Regions from separate parts of the Mus musculus genome. Here all the other regions are linked to region 1. Evidence: chromatin contacts called from public promoter capture Hi-C data. All regions are on one chromosome and are shown on one strand. The core of a region is the stretch at or near the end of the contact, and the rest is flanking DNA. Distances in the headings are between cores, read along the strand shown. Region 1 holds the start of Utp3 (UTP3 small subunit processome component). Region 2 holds the start of Parm1 (prostate androgen-regulated mucin-like protein 1). Region 3 holds the start of Stap1 (signal transducing adaptor family member 1). Region 4 holds the start of Mthfd2l (methylenetetrahydrofolate dehydrogenase (NADP+ dependent) 2-like).

Region 1 (2,656 bases), core at 50-2,549:
GGAAAAAAAAAAAAAAGAAAAAAAAGACAAGACCCCATGTGGTATGCATAATCACGACTTTGTATATCCTTTTAAATAAGGAAGCTGACATAAAAGGTCATACATTTGAGATAGCTTAGGTGGTAGCCCTGTCTACTAAGCTTGACACCAGTTCGATTCTCTTAGACCCATATGTCACTTCTCCCATTTGACTGAGTTTTCTGTTTGGTGTACCCGTGCGCCCTCCTAAACCACAAGGTCTCCTATTTTGGCCTTTATCTCTTTTCCTTTTCCTCTTCTTCCTCTTCCCTCCTCTTTCCTCCTCCCCACTTCTTCTCCCCTTCTCCCTCTCTCCCCTCTCCCTCTTCTTTCTCTTCTCCTCCCCTCCCTTGTTAAATCTATTTTGCTCATTTCCTTCCTTCATTCTCCTCTCTCCTCTCCCCTCCCTCCCTTGTTAAATCTATTTTGCTCATTTCCTTCCTTTATTCTCCCCTCCCCTCCCCCCCCCCATCTCTGCCTAAAACGCTGCCACGGAAGTTTGGTGCTTGATCAATGTTGAAGAACACAACAATGAATAATCATTAAATGTTGCAACCCAATTCTATACATAGGAGGCTGTCCGCGGCTGACAGCCTCACAGTTTTCCAGAACGTCTAGAAAAGCGAAGCTATTCCAGTAGAAGGACACCGCGCGTCTTTTACTCTTCCCGGTTACATCGTCCCCAAAAAACCCCGAAGTCCTCTCTCGGGTCGCCTAAAAGCAGAGACTCGCCGCGCGGGGCCCGGAAACGCGGCGCCTACGGTAGCAACTCCCAGGCAAAAACAGAGAAAAGCACCAATCCGGGAGGCTGAGGCTGACAACATGGCGAGTCCCGGCTTCAGAAGTCAAGACAGACAAAAAACAAAACTAAACAAAACACAAACAAAACCCTGACTAACTTCCACTCTGGCAAACGGAGAACACGAAACCGTGAGCTGGGCAACTATCTAGCGTGGCCCAGTGGGCGCCCTGCCGACGCGTGGGAACGTAGATGCCCCGCGCCCTCTGTCGGCCGCGGGCTGTCTCGCGGCGTCCCTGGCGGGATTCCGGCTTCACGCCGGAAGTCACCAGAGAGAGAGAGAGCTCGGAAGTAGCCACAAAAGGATCCGCGGAACGGAAATATCCTTGGCCTAGCGTTCCTACCCGGAAGTTTTCATTCGCCGGAACCGACTGGTTTTTAAAAAGACACGGCGGCGGGATTACGCTGGGGGGGGGGGGGGGAGCGGAAGTTTAGGCGCGCGCGCTGCGCGGAGAGCACCCTGGGAGCGGAAGGAAACAGGCCTTTCCCAGACTCTCTGCTCCGGTGGTCACCGACTTGGGTTCGCGGAGCGTGCTGGTGCTGAAAGCCTCCGCTTGCCGGCATCATTCTGGGCGGAGGTCAGAAGTGGCGGAAATCGCGGCGTCGCTTGGGAACCCGGGACCGCTGGTGAGCCATGGTGAAGAAATCACGGCGGCGTGGAGCGGCTCAGTGGGCCGCCGTGCGGGCCCAGGCAGGTCTCACCGCCACGGACGAAAATGAGGACGACTTGGGGTTGCCGCCCTCTCCAGGGGACTCCAGCTACTACCAAGACCAGGTAGATGAGTTCCATGAAGCGCGATCTCGGGCAGTCCTGGCCAAGGGCTGGAACGAAGTCGAGAGTGGGGAGGAGGATGGCGATGAGGAGGAAGAGGTGCTACCTCTAGATATTGATGATGGAGATGACGAAGATGGAGAGAGTTCGGAGGAGGAGGAGGTTGGAGAGGATGATGACGGCGGAAGCTCCGTGCAGAGTGAGGCTGAGGCCTCTGTGGACCCTAGCTTGTCCTGGGGTCAGAGAAAAAAGCTTTATTACGATACGGACTATGGTTCCAAATCCCGAGGCCGTCAGAGTCAGCAAGAAGTAGAAGAGGAGGAAAGAGAAGAAGAGGAGGAGGCACAGATAATTCAGCGGCGCTTGGCCCAAGCCCTGCAAGAGGATGATTTTGGAGTCGCTTGGGTGGAGGCCTTTGCAAAGCCGGTGCCCCAGGTAGACGAAGCTGAGACAAGGGTTGTGAAGGATTTGGCTAAAGTCTCGGTAAAAGAGAAGCTGAAAATGTTGAAGAAAGAATCACCAGAGCTCTTAGAGCTCATAGAAGACCTCCAAGCCAAGTTGACAGAGGTGAAGGATGAGTTAGAACCCTTGTTACAGTTGGTGGAGAAAGGGGTCATTCCAACTGGAAGAGGAAGCGAATACCTGAAGACTAAGTATAATCTCTACTTGAACTATTGCGCCAACATTAGCTTTTATTTGATCTTAAAAGCCCGGAGAGTCCCTGCACATGGACATCCTGTTATAGAAAGGCTTGTTACCTACAGAAATCTGATCAACAAGCTGTCGGTTGTGGATCAGAAACTGTCCTCTGAAATCCGTCACCTCCTCACAGCCAAGGATGGTGCTGTAAAGAAAGAAATGACTCCAAAAGCAAAATTAACCAAAACCAAGCCCAAGTCTGTAAAGCAGGCTGCTGCTGTTGCCCTGACTGATGAGCCTGATTTTGATGGGGCTGCTCTCAAGTACTATAAGGAAATGGAAGACAGGCAAGAGTTGAAGAGAAAGAAGGAAGAAAACAGTGCTGAAGAACAGGCTCTCGAAGAACAAAATGCAAAGAGAGCCATTAC
Region 2 (2,656 bases), core at 114-2,613, 3.0 Mb after region 1:
AGAAGAAGGACAATTATGAGCCCAGTGTAGTCTATTGCGAAAGTACTGCCAAGATCTGGGAGTGGTGCTGGCGAGGTGAGGCTGAGAATTGGCCTGGCTGCTGCTAAAGTGATGAACCCAGGCTGAGAGAGAGCGGGTCCTGTTACAAGATGGAAGACGACACACCAAACGACAGGAAAACAGTTCTGCAGAGCTGCTGAGGGCACCAAATGTTCCAATGCCTTAGGAAGGGTCCCTTTTCTCTTACAACTGTCAGCTCTAGTGACCAGGGGCCACCAGGTTCAGACTGCACCAAGCTGAAGGATGTGGCATGCAGCCCGTATGAGGACTATGAATGTCTGAGGTGCAGGGGGCGCAAAAAGAATGAAATGAAAGGCCAGGTCTGACTCCACTTTGGAGAAGCCCTGATCTTTGGGGAGGCATTCAATATGGAGAAGGAGCCCCCGGTGAAAAAGATCTGATTACCCTTCCCTAACTATAAGGCCTGGGCAAGCACTTAAACTTAAAGTTACTTCCTACCCAGAAAATGAGGATACTTGCCTGTATGAGGATACTACGGGAAGTAAATGACTTGGGTAGTATGTGAATGTACATTGTCCAACACATAGCCTATTGCCATTTCTCAGAAATTATTGTTATCTGTTATTATTGTTTATTAGCACTAATTATTATTACATAAAACTTATTTTATTATTATTATTACATTGTTTTCATAGGCCTGATGTACAAACAATTCTTACAAACTATATGAACATGACACATTCCTTAATTTCTAATGCCTTTGATTTCTTACCTGGGAAATAGTAAGGTTTATGTCTCTGGGTTAGTAGAAGGAACTTTAGCATAGTAACTAATCAGACGGCTGGTTCAGTTATCTGGGGATCATATATATCACCTGATAGTGGTATTTCTTCTGGCTAGGAAGTTGAATAGGCACCAGGAAGTGCGGTGAGAGTTTAATGTACACAGAAGGCTGTTTGCAGAAATGAAGGGAAAAGGTCTTCATCCCATACTTGGAAAGAAATGTGTTGATTCTCTGAGGTGACCTCGAGGTCGCCTCTCTAAGGGTAAGGAGTTTTCATAAGCGACCTAACGGCAGGGACCCACTCACACTTTGTTTTGCCTTAGCTTCCAGGACAGTGCAAAGCTCCCTGAGCTGTGGCTGAATCCACTAAAAGCTCAAGTCTAGCTCCCGCTGTCCAGCAGAGGCCGCTCTGGGCCGGGACTCCTGGGACCTGTGCGCCAGGAGAGAGAAGGCCAGGGGGTGGCCCTGTCCTCGCAGGAGGGCCGGGTGGGAGGGGTTTGGCGACGGCGCAGGCGGGCCCTGGGCTCAGGCAGCTGGGATGGAGCAGAAGTGCGCCTGGCGCCGCAGGGCACACAGCTGACTCTCCGCGCCACCTCCACTTCGCCTTGCGCCGCCAGACACCGAAGCTGCCTGGACTCGTCGCGCCTGGCGTCCCCGCTCCTCCCGTAGCCCACCCGGTCCGAAGAGGAGCTGCCGGTGCCCCGAAGCACTTGGTCAGACCCAGGAAACTCTTCTCTAGTCGCATCCAGCTCGGTACCGAGCACCAGAGTAATATGGTCTGCAAGGTGCTCATCGCCCTCTGCATCTTCACCGCAGGTACTTGGCGCGGTCCTAGGAAGAGCGGGGCATGGGGGAGGCAGCACAGGGTCCGGCTGATGGGAAGAGGGGCGACACCAAGAAATAAGCCACCACTGGAGGGTGGTAGGTCTGCAGGGGTGTGCGCACTTAGATTTGAGGTGTGCGGTTTTGGCAGTCCTGGAAGGGAGGGACGTCTGGGTCTTTGCTGTGGCATCCTGGGCCCCCCACAAATTCGTTCTCTGTGAAACAGGTGGCCGGCTAGCTGGCGCCTTAGAACACAGAATTCCGCACGGAGAGGAAAGGTTTCTGTGGTTTCTCCTTTGCTGGGGTCTCCGGGGAGCACCTGCTACAGCCCCAGACATCACTTCTTGCCAGTGGTTTGTCCGGACGTGGGATACAGAGGCCAGGCAGGGGTCCGACAAAGCTGCTGCTAGGAGGGCTTCATCATGGAGTGCGCTCAACCCGACTGGTTAGCGCTCTGGGACTTAGAGGTCTCTGGAACTCCGGGCGTCCCTTTTACTTAGGCTCAGGGATGATGCGGCACAAACAAGTCACAGGGGCAGCGGCCCAGGTTAGGGTCAAGCTTATGATCATTGTTTGAAGATTGCAGGTCTACTGTGGCCAAGAGCCTTCCAAAACTGTGGCCCTCTGTATGAAACTAGTAACTTGGGTAAAAGTAGGATACACACCCCCTTTTGCCCCATCCGGGTCTGTCTATCTATCTCACCCGGGTCTAGGGACTACTTGCAACCACGACCTTGGGCATTCAAGCCAAGCCGACCCGCGGGCTGCAGAGATGAAACCAGGCACCACCTTCTGGAGTTGGGTACCTAGGTTTTTGTCCAGGAAGAACGTAGCCCAATAAGGACTATGGATTCGGGACTATACTCGGGGTCTGAGGGTGGGCGGGGGAGAGTAACCCAAGAGAGTAGTCCGGTCTGTTTATCCAAGAATGCCCCGAAGCCTCCTAGTACAAGCTGATTGGAGATTCAAGCTTTAGTCCGTGTGTTTCCCCTCTTGAATTGCCTGGGTTCCTGTAAATGTGCCTCCCCA
Region 3 (2,656 bases), core at 82-2,581, 2.5 Mb before region 1:
AAGTAAGAATTCACCAAGTAGATAACAAAAAGAAGGGTGTGGGAGCACACAGGAGGAGCTGTCAGAAGGAGGGCCAAGGGCTTTGAGACGTCGAGGAGCAAGTGTAAGGCCTAGAGCAGAAGGTACTTGCTGGGGAAGGGGCTTGGTTTCTTGCCAGTGCAATAAATAGTGTTCAATAAAAAATGAAAGGAAGAACCGCAGAATCTGTGAGGATCGATCAGACTGACCAAGAATGAAATTTTGAAATCTATAAGGTTTGGGGGAGATGACTGAAGAAGAAATATTTGATTCTTGGTACATTGAGGATTAATGTTATTTACAAATCAACAGTCCAAAAGAGTCTACCTGGTTTGATGAACTAGATTTAATTTAATTAATTTATTTATTTGTGCATTTACTTATTTATTTATTGCTTACTTTTTAAAATGGTAAAAAGACAAAATTAAGCAGATGTTTAATTAACATAAATATTTCTCTCTGGGCTCAGGACACTAAGGGACATACTACCAAATTCGTTGCTTGAGCCCCCACATATTAGAAGAGAACCGATTGCTACAAATTGTCCTCTAAGTTCCACATGTGCACTGTAACATGTGCACACTTGAACCTACCTGAATATTAGCACACACAAACACACACACACACATGCACAGCCCTACACACACACACACACAAAGTAAATGTCAAAACATCAAAAATATTCTTTTCTGTATTTTTCTGTAAGTCATCTTTCTCTTCTAAAGCTCTCTGGCAACAGCTAGGTATGATGACATAAATCTTTAAGCCCAACACTTTGGAGGCAGAAGCAAGTAGACCTCTGTGAGTCTGAGACCAGCCTGGTCTACACAGTAGAATTTCAGGCTATCCACGGCTACAAAAATGAGACCATATTTTCAATAAAAAAAAAAAAAAAACACTATTGGATATATAGCCAATAGGATCAATACAAAAATATTCAATGAAGAATTTTTTTAATGGATACAGTTTATTTAAGTCACATATCTTCGAAATAAAGGCAGAGAACAATCAACAAAAATGAAAGCTGGAAAAGCTAAGTGTGTCGTTGGTGTTGCTCCAAAAGTCTCGCACCTGCTCCTTTCATCATTAGGAGATGGTAATCTGCTGTTTATTTTGTTACCATCAACCTAAGCACATGAAGTTTACACAGCAGACGCCTTTTAAAAGTTGGTCTGTGCCTGATCTTTTTTACTTCACAATAACTGAAGGAGGGAAAGTGTGTGTGTGTGTGTGTGTGTGTGTGTGTGTGTGTGTGTGTGTGTGCTGTTGGTGGAAGGGTTGGTGGTTAAAAAGCGAGTTGAGACTTCCTCTTTGAACAGTTGCCTCTCCTCTCAACACTACGGAGATTTCGGTTTTTTTGAGGCTGGATAGAACTGAAAGCAAGCCAAACTCCAAAGCAAAGGCTATGATGGCGAAAAAGCCCCCGAAACCTGCCCCTCGCAGGATCTTCCAGGAAAGACTGAAGATCACTGCTCTGCCCCTGTACTTTGAAGGATTTTTACTGGTCAAACGGTCTGATCACCAGGTAAGTGTGTAGACAATAATTGTAACCCTGAACATTGGCACTTATCATAAAACTTATGTCATGGCAACACGATGCGATGAAGCCTCCTCGTTTCTGTTTGGGTTATACTGTCTTCCTTGAGTTAGAAGAATGATTCTCACTTTGAATTAATGCACAGCTTTACACACACACACACACACACACACACACACACATATGTATTGTAAGGTTTCTAATATTTAGCCATAATCTAAAAATGCAGTGAAATTTCCAAAAGAGTCTTTTAAGCATCCCAGAAGATTTTGGCTTTAAAGATGAGAGTTTTATATGTTTTATAAGCATAGCTGACTGCTATGCTTCGGTGGTGAGGAACCGCATGATGTTGAGGGGATTTAATGAGAGATAACAACCTACTTCTACTCTGGTTACAATGAGCCTTATAATGACCACGTTGTAAGAAATGATAAACTTCCATAAGATTGTGAAAATTTGATATTGACTTAATATTGTTTCATTACACAATCTGAAAATACTGTTCACAATGCTTATTTTAAAAGAATATTTAAGGTGTTATTGTAACTAGTGAACACATTAGGGTTTTTTTTTTTCAAAAGTACATTTGCTCTAAGAAAACTCATGAAGTATTTCACATACTTTTTATGTAAAATCTTAAACTACAGTTATAAAAGTGTATTTGCCTTTAAAGTTGTAATTGTGGACAACATAAAATTGATTAAGGAAGTACGAAATTATGAAATTATGTTACTAAAGAAGTAAAGAAGCCACTAGTGTAGGTATGGCATTTTCATATTGACTGAAGTTAGCAAGGTTTTAAATGTTTTCAGAAGTAGCAGTGGGTGTTCAATGAAAATGATAAGGCAAGGTTCAGAGGAGTCGATAACAGTCATGGAAAAGTTCTAAATGTGAAAATACTCTACTTGTAAGCTCATTTGCCATTTGAAAGTCAGATTGTGACTCTTGCCGTGGCTGTTAAATTTGCAAATTTAAAATAGTAAATTGGCAAACTATATTCAAATGTTGTTGTTGTTGCTGCTGCTGTTATTGAGTCTTCACAGGTCTACAAGGTTTTTACTTCACCAGAAGTGTGCAACACCTAGAAGTAAATTTCTAGGT
Region 4 (2,656 bases), core at 72-2,571, 2.4 Mb after region 1:
TTTTAATAAACCCTTTCTTTTCTCACACCTCATGTAGCTTCGGAGAGCTACGGCCTACCGCCTATTACCCAGCTCCTCACTGCTGAACCTAAGTGAACCAGCGCTCGGGTTTAACGCTGTCTCAGCTTAGCCCATACCTTCTCCGGTATGAATTTCCCTTATCCTTTATTTTATGGAGCTCCGAACCAGCAGCGTCTCTTCCAAAAATCCTTTGCCGTTTCTCAGTCCCGAGTTGGTTCACCAATTGTTGTGTCCGGCCAGCAGACCACAACCTGGGTTCTAGCCTGAAAAGGCATTTTGGAAACCTGGAAGAGAAGAGGGGCTAGGTGGCGAGAGAAAAGAATGTAGCCAAGACAGTTACTCTGATCAAGGCTCAAATTTTATTGTTGCGACACTAGTTATGAAGGAAGGGGGAGGGGACCCGATTCCCGCCGAATAATCTCGGGTCCAGTAGAAAGGTGCACGTGTGTGGCTCCTCAGGTTCCAGCAGTGGGCGTGGCAGAACGAATGAGCAGGAAGCTCCACCCCTGAGCAAGCAGGTTTCAGGCTGGGGGAGGGGAGACTACACTTGTATATTTGGGGTACAAGTTCACAACAAGTATTTTACAAACACCCACCCCTCAACGAAACTTTTTCCTTGCCTTTTCATTCTCTTAACAGGTTTATTTTTCCCCCACAGCAGAAATTTAAATTTTTTTTATACACTATGATAAAGTGTTACATAAAAAGTCTCGATGCCAAGATTTTCTTCTATGTTTTCTTTCTGTGATTAAATGCCTTCTACCAGACAGACATTGCACCACTGTTCTTGATGGTTTTTTCACAGAACAAGCTCTCTAACATCTGGGACTTTCCATAACTAGTTTCCTCAGTCAGACAGTAGTCTAAACAGCTCTTGCCCCTCGCATCACTGCCACAGCTTGACCTTGGGAGGAATATTTCCTGTTAGCTTTGCAGATGATTTTTGCTTTCTCATTGCAAACTCCCTCTGCTTTAAGGTTCCACAAACTCTAGGATCTTCTGGAAGTGTCAAGGATGCTGAAGACTGATAGAAATCCCAAGGACATCTTTGTTTCTTCCTCTCCTTGAGTTTCTTTTTCAATGCATCTTAAGGTCGCACAGGGAGTGAAAAGCAAAGACCTGCAACAACTTTACTGCTCCAAGCTGCCCTCCCTGTAACCATGGAAACGAGACCAGGGACTAGAGCTGGGCCTGGGGCACAAGGGGGCCTTGCTGCCTGCAAGAACGGCCGAGGACTTCCCTGTGCTCCCGTGGCGACAGCGTGCACGGGTTGGAGCCAAGTCGCCCGCCACCCCGCGGCCACCAGCGGTGCCGCCTCTGCCTTCTCGGGGCTCGGCCCCGCCCCGCGCCCCGGAACCCTGCTGAGGGCCCCGGGCGTGTCGCTGAGCTGACCGCGGGACCCCCGGAGGCGGACGGCGAGGCATGGCGACGCGGGCCCGCGGCTTCTCGCTGCTCCGGGGCCGTCTGGGCCGAGGGCCTGTGCGAGCCCCGGGCGTCGCCGAGCGCGCGTGGCGCGGCTTCGGGAGCAGCGGCCGGAGGTAGGAGCTGCGGGCAGGGGCCGCGCGCTGGGCGGCGGCGGGGCCTGCGGAGGCCCGGGGTGGCCGCGGTGCGAGGCGCTCAGGCAATGGGCCGCGGCTTTGTTCAGACTGTTCTTGTGCGAGGAGGAGTAGGCGCTGTGCAGACCTGTAGTCCAGCGTTTCTGTTTCTTTAGTCCTTTGTCACCGGCTTGCTGTAATCTTTCCCACCTCGGAATGTCTTACAGTTTCCTTAAACTGCATGCAGTCCAGGCTGGCCTCTCCGCTTGTAGGGCGCTTGGCAGCCTTCGGATTTGGTTGCTGCCCGGGACAATGAAAAGACACCGTGGTGCCCAGGAACAGGCCACGCTGCCGCAGCGTCCCTTGTCTGCTGGGGAATCCAACCTATGGAACAACAGCAATGCATAGTGTCTTGCCCAGGGCCTTCGAGTTCAGAAAAACTCATTTGTAAACTTCCAGTGCTTCTTAGGTGGCTGGAGACTCTCGCTTGACGGTTTATAGTCACTTTGTGTCCTCAAGGAAAAGTACAGTGAGGCTGTGCCCATAGGTGCTGTGTGATTTAAATTAACTCCCCATCATACGTATTTGGATCTTAGTTTTGAGTCACTGAAATTTAAAGTTCTTTCTGTAGTCTTAACTTCGGAGATGGTTTGTAGTGACTAGGTCTATAGAAGAGGATGTGTGGTAAATGATACAGCTTCGGAATTCTATTGCTGTACACTGTTGGCCTGTAGTAGCAGCGTTGGGATTTGCTGTTTAGCCAGAGTGCTCTCCTCCCTTGGAAGAACAGATTTGTAAGGGTTCTGTTTGCAATCCAGACTTGAAGGGGTTGTCTACCAAGAGTATCCTATTTAAATCATTATCCTTGGAATTTCAAGTTTTTAGTGCTTCCCTCTAGAATAATGGTAATTTTTTTGTTAGTGTATAAGTTGATTAATGTCCCTTCATCAGTTCGATGTCTCCATCTCCCCATTTGCTCCTTGCCTAATTCCTACTGAAACAACAGTTACAACCTCAGTATTTGGTTGTAGCCACATGCTCCACACCCACAAACACATAGATATCCATCCATTCATAGAAACTTCCCATCTTGCAATTTG

What was found. Promoter capture Hi-C pulls out the DNA fragments that hold promoters and counts their contacts.
Region 2: a contact with region 1 is called in a promoter capture Hi-C map of hippocampal neurons, with 4 times the contacts expected there. The contact joins the promoter of Parm1 here to the promoter of Utp3 in region 1.
Region 3: a promoter capture Hi-C map of pre-B cells shows a contact between it and region 1, with 11 times the contacts expected there. The contact joins the promoter of Stap1 here to the promoter of Utp3 in region 1. A contact is called at or near these places in 13 of 39 promoter capture datasets (the 3T3-L1 cell line, 3T3-L1-derived adipocytes, the C10 cell line and 10 more), 5 of 484 Hi-C or Micro-C datasets (B cells, LSK cells, myocytes and 2 more), 4 of 115 datasets of contacts at active chromatin or transcription factors (astrocytes, large pre-B cells, stem cell-derived neural progenitor cells and 1 more) and 2 of 9 other capture datasets (adipose tissue and liver).
Region 4: a promoter capture Hi-C map of hippocampal neurons shows a contact between it and region 1, with 5 times the contacts expected there. The contact joins the promoter of Mthfd2l here to the promoter of Utp3 in region 1. A contact is called at or near these places in 2 of 39 promoter capture datasets (the 3T3-L1 cell line and hippocampal neurons) and 1 of 115 datasets of contacts at active chromatin or transcription factors (astrocytes).

The regions. Positions count from the first base shown.
Region 1 is chr5:88,553,163-88,555,818 of GRCm38.p6, forward strand. It overlaps Utp3 (UTP3 small subunit processome component), which reads left to right and starts at 1,300. Exons shown (of 1, transcript NM_023054.2): 1 at 1,300-2,656. The coding sequence starts at 1,452.
Region 2 is chr5:91,516,337-91,518,992 of GRCm38.p6, forward strand. Parm1 (prostate androgen-regulated mucin-like protein 1) reads left to right here and starts at 1,364. Exons shown (of 4, transcript NM_145562.2): 1 at 1,364-1,621. The coding sequence starts at 1,579.
Region 3 is chr5:86,070,415-86,073,070 of GRCm38.p6, forward strand. It overlaps Stap1 (signal transducing adaptor family member 1), which reads left to right and starts at 1,332. Exons shown (of 9, transcript NM_019992.4): 1 at 1,332-1,543. The coding sequence starts at 1,424.
Region 4 is chr5:90,929,875-90,932,530 of GRCm38.p6, forward strand. Mthfd2l (methylenetetrahydrofolate dehydrogenase (NADP+ dependent) 2-like) reads left to right here and starts at 1,322. Exons shown (of 8, transcript NM_026788.1): 1 at 1,322-1,559. The coding sequence starts at 1,444.